Regions from separate parts of the Mus musculus genome. Here region 1 is linked to region 2. A link is a contact called in public HiChIP or PLAC-seq data. All regions are on one chromosome and are shown on one strand. The core of a region is the stretch at or near the end of the contact, and the rest is flanking DNA. Distances in the headings are between cores, read along the strand shown. Region 1 overlaps Xrn1 (5'-3' exoribonuclease 1). Region 2 holds the start of Xrn1 (5'-3' exoribonuclease 1).

The links. HiChIP or PLAC-seq counts read pairs in DNA pulled down with a chosen protein or histone mark.
Region 1: a contact with region 2 is called in an H3K4me3 HiChIP or PLAC-seq map of the SCID.adh cell line, with 15 read pairs. The contact joins the enhancer-like site here to the promoter of Xrn1 in region 2. A contact is called at or near these places in 1 of 39 promoter capture datasets (macrophages), 1 of 15 datasets of contacts at CTCF or cohesin (CD8 T cells), 2 of 484 Hi-C or Micro-C datasets (CD4 T cells and nephron progenitors), 4 of 115 datasets of contacts at active chromatin or transcription factors (the SCID.adh cell line, double positive thymocytes, embryonic stem cells and 1 more) and 4 of 9 other capture datasets (adipose tissue, embryonic stem cells, liver and 1 more).

The regions. Positions count from the first base shown.
Region 1 is chr9:96,019,420-96,023,759 of GRCm38.p6, reverse strand. It overlaps Xrn1 (5'-3' exoribonuclease 1), which reads right to left. Exons shown (of 42, transcript NM_001311130.1): 30 at 1,885-1,954. Among named protein-coding and RNA genes, the nearest start is that of Gm16794, 58 kb to the right of the region's middle. Within about 2 kb of position 1,494, at least 3 of the 459 cell types and tissues checked have an H3K27ac peak or open chromatin away from gene starts, as enhancers often do. A contact at or near this core is called in the SCID.adh cell line, where this site is marked.
Region 2 is chr9:95,952,674-95,956,937 of GRCm38.p6, reverse strand. It overlaps Xrn1 (5'-3' exoribonuclease 1), which reads right to left and starts at 2,178. Exons shown (of 42, transcript NM_001311130.1): 1 at 1,995-2,178. The coding sequence starts at 2,069. It overlaps Gm16794 (a long non-coding RNA gene), which reads left to right. Exons shown (of 3, transcript XR_871036.3): 1 at 1-2,310. It also overlaps a transcript of Atr not described here.

The DNA of each region.
Region 1 (4,340 bases), core at 245-2,744, 68 kb before region 2:
ATAATACCTTTTCCTCTTTCAAAAATACCATCTTCTCATATTGATGACACTAAAAAAGTAGAGTTCTTTTATGAGTTCCAGTTTGCTACAAAACATGTATTTTCATGAGACTTATATTATAAAAAATGAATATGTGTGACAGTAATCTTTCACAAAGCTCTCTCTAAGATGCCCTTAACTAGGAGTAGAAGAAAAAAATGTCACCAAGACAAACAGACAAAAAACTAAGCCATGCCTGGTAATGCATGCCTGTAATCACAGTATTAGAGAGGCTGAGGCAGGAATATCAGATGTTCAAAGCCAGCCTTGGCTACGTTTCAAATCTGAAACTAGTCTGTTTAGATGAAACCCTCTGTCAAAGAAATTAGGACAATGAAAAAGAAAACAAGTCCTAAAGCATACATCATAATGGTGTATGTTGACTGTGTGCCTGCACATCCCTGAACCTGTCTGTCAGCCCTGCACTTGGAATGTAGAGGAAGGAAGACCTTGGGTTTGAGGCCAGCTTTGATCAAGACCTTGTCTCAAAACAAACACACAAAAGAAAAAAGTCATGTAATATATATGTTAGATATATACTGTAGTTATTGTGCAAATGCGAGTTATTAAAACTAAATAATTAAATAAAAGATCAAAATTCTGTGGCTGCATTTAAGAGTACACACTGGGAAGGTCTTAGAGGAACAAGCATATTCAAGTTTCAAAATAATAGAACTTTTATATTACTGAGTGCACATGGGCAGGAGGTCAGAGGACAACTTTACGCGATCAGCTGTTTCCTTCCTGCGACCTTTACTTGTGTCTGGCTGTCAGGTTTGTGCAGTAGTCACCTACAGCTCTGTATCATCTAGCTGGCTCAATAATGGCATGTAGTAGGAGCCACTCAGTACAGACTAAGACTTTATGTCAGGAGGCCAAACAAGAGTAATTTAAAATTATAATTACCTATTAACCAAAACACAGATGCAAAGGAAGTTAAGTTCATGTCAGCTTTGTAGTTAAATTAGAAAGAAAAGCTGGAAAATGATTCATTTCTTCCTCCTAATACTCTAGTAATCTTTTATTACAAATGAAGATATTACAAAGTATAAGTGAAAGAGCGCATCCTTGCTATTATTTCCTGTAACTTTAAACTTTGTACTAGAGCTCTCTCAAAATGATATCATGTTTCATATACTTTCAAATGAAAGCAACTCAACTCTACTGTTTTAAATCTGATAACTTCCAGCTGTTGCTTTTATCCTTCAGAGTCAAGTTTCCTGTCTCATTACTAACCTGCCATTCAATCCTCAAGCTACTGTGATCTTGTTAAGCACCTATAACTCCACTACATTAGATGATGAAGACTTAACATGTCTTTGAACTCAGCCAGCTCTATTCCTGAAGTCATTTAACCAGAAAATGTCCTTTGTCACATGTTCTATCCTGTGTTCTTGAGTATTTCTCACTCTCTTCTTTCCTCTCTGCCCAGTTAACCACTGTTCATGCATTCGTCACATTTAATTAAATAGTTACCATTAGAGTCAGTTGCTGAACCGCCTTGGCTAAAGTGAAAAATCAGGAGGGTAGACAGGTACTCACTGTTTTAACTCTATAGCAACTATGATGTCAAACTGGGCACACATATCTACAAGTAATACAAAATCAGAGAGAGGCTAAACTGGGTAGTGGTCGCGCACGCCTTTAGTCCCAGCACTTGGGAGGCAATGACAGGTGGATTTCTGAGTTCGAGGACAGCCTGGTCTACAAAGTGAGTTCCAGGACAGCTAGGGCTATATAGAGAAACCCTGTCTTGAAAAACAAAACAAAAAAACAAAAACAAAAAGAACAGAGAGAGGCTGCATGGACATTCATGAAGGACAACTAGTATTTGGAAATACAAACCTTATTGTTAAGCCTCCGGGAAATTCCTCATCAAATAATACTTCAAATAGTACATCAGCTTCTCTGCTAGCTGTTAAAGATGAAGAAAGGAATCAGATGGGGAAATCACACAATGGGAAAGCAGCAGTCAATTGTAAAGATGCTCGGAAGCACTTGTTTTATTTTAAAAGTTTACAAAAATTGTTTAACTATGAAGAAAGCCACACCAGCACCCCAACTGTCGTCCAGGGCAATAAACAACACAAAGGCCTTACAAGCCCAGCATGTCCTTATCCCTAAAAGGCAACCATAACCTTACCTTGGCAATCTGGCCTCTTATATACTCCTTTACATTTTTACTAGCTATAGACATACCTGAAATAATGTATATAGTGTTTGACAAGTTCATTATTCATTTCTTTTTCTTTTTTTAAAGATTTATTTATTATTATATCTAAGTACACTGTAGCTGTCTTCAGATGCAACAGAAGTGGATGTCAGATCTCATTACAGATGGTTGTGAGCCACCATGTGGTTGCTGGGATTTGAACTCAGGACCTTCGGAAGAGCCATTGGTCCTCTTAACCATTGAGCCTTCTCTCCAGCCCTCATTATCCATTTCTATCTCTGTCTATTATCTACCTACCACCAGGGATGTACTCTTGTAACACACTTGTGCTTGTTTCAAAATGATGAGACTCGGTCCTGTTTCCTGAATATATCTCAGTATATCTTGTATTCTATCCATGAATATACCATCATTTATCTCTTTCCTCTACTATAAAAACTTAGTTTATAATTTTAACAATTATAACAATTATAACAATGCTATTATGAATATCATGTAAATGTCTCCTCTATGTATGCTAATCCTTCCCTAAAAGTGAAATTACTGGGTATTAAGGAATGCATTAAAAATTTCGTTTGTTTTTGAGACAGGGTTTCTTTGTGTAGCCTTGGCTGTCCTGGAACTTGCTCTATAGATCAGGCTGGCCTTGAACTCACAGAGATCTGCCTGCCTGTGTCTCCCACGTGCTGGGATTAAAGGCATGTGCCATCAATTCCCAGGCTCATTTAAAAAATTTTAATATAAAACTGATATGATAGGTTATACATAAAGTATATAATTTAGTATATTTTACCACATGCAATTAGTCAAAAAGCCATAATAAATAAGACAGTTATTCCCAAAGTCTCCTGTGTCATTTTGCAATGCATATCCTTAGTAACCAGGAAGCTATTAAAATATTGTCATTATAGATTATTGCATACATCAAATTTAAAGTAAATAAGATTATACAGCTCTATTCTTTTTTGGTCTGGCTTCTATCAGCATAATTATTTTGAGAGTCATCCATTTTGAATGTATCATTTTCTTTTCTTTTTATATTGTTGAGAAGCATTTCATCACATATTATCCAACAATTTATTCATTCATTTACTGGCAAGCATTTGCAATTTTCTAGTTTTTTGTTATCACATGAGGCTTAATGTAAATTCATGTCTTATTTTGTTCTGGATCAGCATCTAGGGATGGAATGTCTTTGCTTTGCTGGTGTGGGGCTGGTGAGATGACAGTCCTCAGGACAGTTGGCAGAGAGAATGACTCTGTAGTAATCCTCTGGCCTCCACATGCACACTGTGAAACTAACACTAACCCAAGTGAGCATATACACACCCACTCCATGTACACACTCATGGCCTGACACACACACACACAATAAAGAAAACCTAAGGAGAAAACGTAACTACTAGAGAAACTATGATCCTAGCACTTGGGAGGTTGAGGCAGGAGGACTCTGAGTTTGAGGTCAGCCTATGCAACATATTAAGTTCCAGGAAAGTCTTGGCCACACAGCAAGGGCATGCCACAAACAAACTTAACAAAGCAAGCCAGACGTGTTAGTGCACAAACTAATTTCAATACTCCGGTTTCCGGTTGCAAATGGAGAAAGATCATGTGTCTAATACATAGCCTAGGCTATGTAAAAAAAAAAAAATTAAAAGGACCTACCAAAGGGTTGGGGATTTAGCTCGGTGGTAGAGCGCTTGCCTAGCAAGTGCAAGGCCCTGGGTTCGGTCCTCAGCTCTGAAAAAAATAAAAGGATCTACCAAACTACTTTCCAAAGTGGCTGTATCATTTTTGAATTCTTACTGAAAATGTAGGAGAGTTCTATTCCCTCCATGGCAGTATTGGCACCTGGACACTTTTTTATTTCCTTTCCTTTTGACCTTTCTTTCTCTTCTGAGGTAAAGCCTGACGTAGCCCAGGCTGTCCCTGACTCAGTATGTGAATGAAGTTCTGTTTCTACCTGGGTTGCCTGTGGCACTAGACACTGAACCACAGCTTCAAGGCATACTGGCAAGCAATCTAACTGTGCCCACAACACCCCCATTCATTCATTTCAGTTAGTCTAGCTGGTGTCTGGCAGTATCTTTTTTCCTGCACATATGTCCTGTGGTGAAACGTCTGCTTG
Region 2 (4,264 bases), core at 929-3,428:
TTGGACTCAGTAACATGGGGCTACTGAATCACATGAATTCTATCTATTTTCATTCAGTGGTTCAAAGGATGAATAACTGTGCTGATACCATCCTCACTCTCGTTCTAAAACACATCGCTCCCCATCCTCTCCCTCTGGGTGTGCTTCTGTTCACCCTGGCAACCACACAGGAAACTAAATGTTCTTCATTTAGTTTTTTTTGTCTGTTTTTTGAGGCAGGGTCTCTCAGTGAACCTGAAGCTCACTGATCAGTTGGACGAGTTGGCCTGAGAGCCCTCAGGCTTCACCTGTCCCTGCTCTCTAGTGCTGGTTACAGGTGCTCTATGCTGCTCCCGGCTTTTATGTGGGTGCTTGGGTCCTTCCCTCCTAGTCTTCCTTTTTTGGTCTTCTGTTAAATAAAATATTTGTGAAAGGCCTAACTTTGATACATCGAGTTTCTTGTTTTGTCAGGTCTGTGTTCCATGGCTGTCAGTTTATCTACCTACCTCTGCCTGCTCAGTGCTGGGATTGAAGGTGTAGGACACCATGCCCCGCTGACACACCAACAAGTTTTAAAGTTTATTTTCAGTGTAATTTTAAAGCAATCCTTACTTTCAATCTACTGTAAAACTTTCACAAAATCTATCTTGCTTCCCATGTCATGATGTTGCTTTAAAAGACTGTTTTGTTTTTACAATGAAATTCCCCAGGATGGTGAACCCAAGATATTTTTACCAAATAAATGTCTGTGATCAAAGAGCATAGAATAAAAATGTTATTGAACACATTAGGCTAGAAAATATTTATTGATTAAAGATCCTGAAAAAGAAAAACAATGCCTCCATTTTCACTTTTCTCCCTGAAAATAAATACCATCTAAATTTAAGTCAACCAAATTCATACCATCTAATCTTAACTAAAATAAGGGGAAGACAAGTCAGCATTTTCGAACTTTTTATAAGGTTTCTTTTATATGCCAACTTTCATTAGAAGTTAATATCAAAAGAATCCTTTCCAGAGGCTGGATTCTATCTTTAACCTTATAAGTACCTTAAAACAAACAAACAAAAAAAAAACCCCACATAATTGACAACTTCCAGTATTAATACAGTGCTACTTATCACAAATAATTTATTAAGTATACAAATTTCAAAAACGAGTTTTTTTTTTCTGTAAACCAAAGTCATTAAATGTGACATACTACATTATCATTCAAAGTCTAGTTTACCTATTAGAACATTTGGTTTCTCTCCTCCGTCATTCAAACATGCAGATATATTCTAGTATATAGTATATATAAATATACAAATACACACTTTTAGAACTCAAAAAAAAAAAAAACCCGCTGCTGTAGGGTCATTATACACTAAGTGTTAGTAATAATGTTTCGAGATCTTTCTGCCATACTAAAGCCTTTAAGCACCATTCCCCCCACCTCCCCGCCCCATCCCTGCGCTCCATCTAAACGTTTTGTTCGTTTAGACAATAGGGGGGTCGGTCCTGTCTGGGGGCTAACGGGAGCATGAAAAAGTATCACAAACCCAAGACACTAGCTAGCTACAGCAACCGGTCCAGGCATTGAGGTTAAATGCAGCTCTTCACAGCTGGAGTGCTCCGCGATTCCACCACGGGGACGTTAGTGCTTGTATACCGTCTGTTGCTTTGCTTGGGATGAGGGACCCGAGAAGTCGTCCCACACAGCTTCGCAGCCTAAAGCGAAGCTCCAGGTCCGGTTCCCAGGAGGACAGAGAGGGCTCCTTAAAAGCCTTCCCACCAAGGGCTCCTTTGCAAGTCCTGGAGTGCCTTCCCAGGGGGAGCTCAGACCTGCCGCAAGCCACTCTGTTCTGACCTGCCTCTACCTGGTGCGGCTACCCGGGGGCCGCCAAGCCTCCGTTCCCCTTCTCTTCCCCCCGTTCGGCCGCTGACCTGCACCGCGGGCAGCTGGAAGGCCGGGGTCCCACAGCGCAGAGAGGCCCGCGGGCCCGCTTTCTGCGCCGCGGCCTGAGCTCACCCACCTGATGCTCCTTCACCACTTCGCTGAGGCAGGGGTACCGCTCCGAGATCCATCGGTAAAACTTGGGGACTCCCATTTTGACCGTCGACACTAATTCCAGTCGGTGCAGAAACGAAACCAAACACCCCGCCCGGGCCTCCGCCGCCGCCTCCGGCCGTCGCTCGGAGGATGACAACACAAGGTCCGCCAGACCATAGAGCAAACCGTGGGCCTAGAGGGGCAGGACGGCGCTGGTGGGCGGTGGGTCCTGTCTATCCCGCTGCCTCGCTCTTCCATACTCGTTGGTGACAGCGCAAGAGGTGTGATTTGCGCATTAGGTGAGCTCAGGTTTAAAATGCCAGTTGATTGAGGTGTGGACTTGCGGATGGTATAAGAACGTTTAAGAGACAGTTGGTTAGCTTTATGTTAACTTGAAACATGGCAGAGTCGTTAGAAAGAGAAACCTCAACTGAGAAAAACGCTGCTTCCAAATTGGCCTGTGGGAATATTTTGATTACTGATCAATGCGGGAGGGCCCATCTGAATGTGTGCTGCTGCCACCCCTGGGCCGGTGGTCTTTCGGTATGTGAAAAAGGCTGAGTGAACTAGCCAGAAAGCAACATTCCTTCAGAGCTTCTTCAGTTCCTGCCTCAAGTTCCTTTGATGATGGGCTGTGATGTGGAAGTGTAAGCCAAGTAAACTCTTTCCTTCCTAAGTTGCTTTTGGTCATGGTGCTTATAACAGTAATAGAAACCCTAGTAAGAAAGGTATTGGACACTTGCTTTTTGTACTGTGGGCTTGTCCCTCGTGGGATCGTTAAATTTACTATTTTTCAATGTGGACTTGAAAAAGTCTGGTTAGCTTGTGAGAGGAGTAATTCTCTGAGTAATGTAAACCTACAGAAGAGTTTTAATTTTCTAATATTTTAAAGAGTTTTATAGTTTTCCTCTTTATATCTTTTATTAAATTACTTTATTTACATTCCAACCCCCCCCCCCATCCTGACTCCCCCTCCCGGAGTTCTTTAAGCCCTCCTCCCAACTCTGAGAGGGTGCTCCCCCATCTGCTTCCACCTCACATTTCCGCTTAGGTCATCCCCATTGAGTCCTAGTAGCCTCTCACATCCCAGATCTCTGGGACTTTCTAGAGGTTCCCCATGGGCCCTAACCTCCACTGCTGCATGTTGATTAATTCTCCTGGCCCTCTGGGCATCCCTCCTTTCCATACCTGATCCCGCCCCTTCTTTTCCCCTTCCTCTCACCTCTCCGACCCAATTTCCTCCCTCTGCCTCCCATGATTATTATTCCTCTTCGAGGTGGATTTCAGGTATCCACACTTGGGCCTTCCTTCTTGTTAAAGTCTGTGAGTTGTATTGTGGGAAAGAGTAATTTCCCACCATTTCAAGACTCTGGGTTACTCCCCTCATCCACAATTTTTGATACCCTGTTTCAAAACAAAGAAACCAACAAAATTCAAAAAGCCGGTTGTGGTTACTTAGGAGGCATAGGAAGATCAGAAGTTAAAGGCCATCCTCAGGTACATTGTAAGTTCAGGGAGATCCTAGTTGATAAGAAAGCCCATTTCAACCCCAAAACTCAAACCTGTGTGGCATGAAAGTTTGAATCTCAGCACTTGAAGGATGGAGGCTGGAAGATCAGGAGTTCAAGGGCATCCTCACTTACTTAAGTTCCAGACGCATTTGCCCTACATGAGAACTGTCTCAACCAAACAGGACAAAAGCCACTATAAACATTTCTGTTTTGTTTTTTATTATCATGTGACTTTCCTTACAATAAATACTTCAGAAGTTATTGGATTCTTTCCTTTGGCACTGCTTGTCTTCCATGATTAGCGCTTGGACAACATTCATCTTTAGTCAAGAGAACCTTCCATATATATATAATTATGTGTGTGTGTGTATATATATATATATATATATATATATATGGAATGGATATATAAAATGTAATATATATGTATACATTTTTCATCAATGAAGAAGTTATATATCTTTTGTAGGAAAATAGCTGCAAGTGATCATATTAAGTAAATTAACTTAGTCTCAGAAAGATAACATTTTCTTTCATATATGGTTCCTAGATTTTATATAGCTACTTAAAATCATATATGTATATGTGAGATGATAGCAGAGACAACACTAAAGTGTTGAAAGAAACAAAAGAGACTGAGGCAGGGGAACAAAGGAATTGTGGAAGGAATTTGTTAAAAGTATATGATGTATTTGTTTGAAATGATCCTATGTAATCTAGTACCAAGTACAACCAAAATACA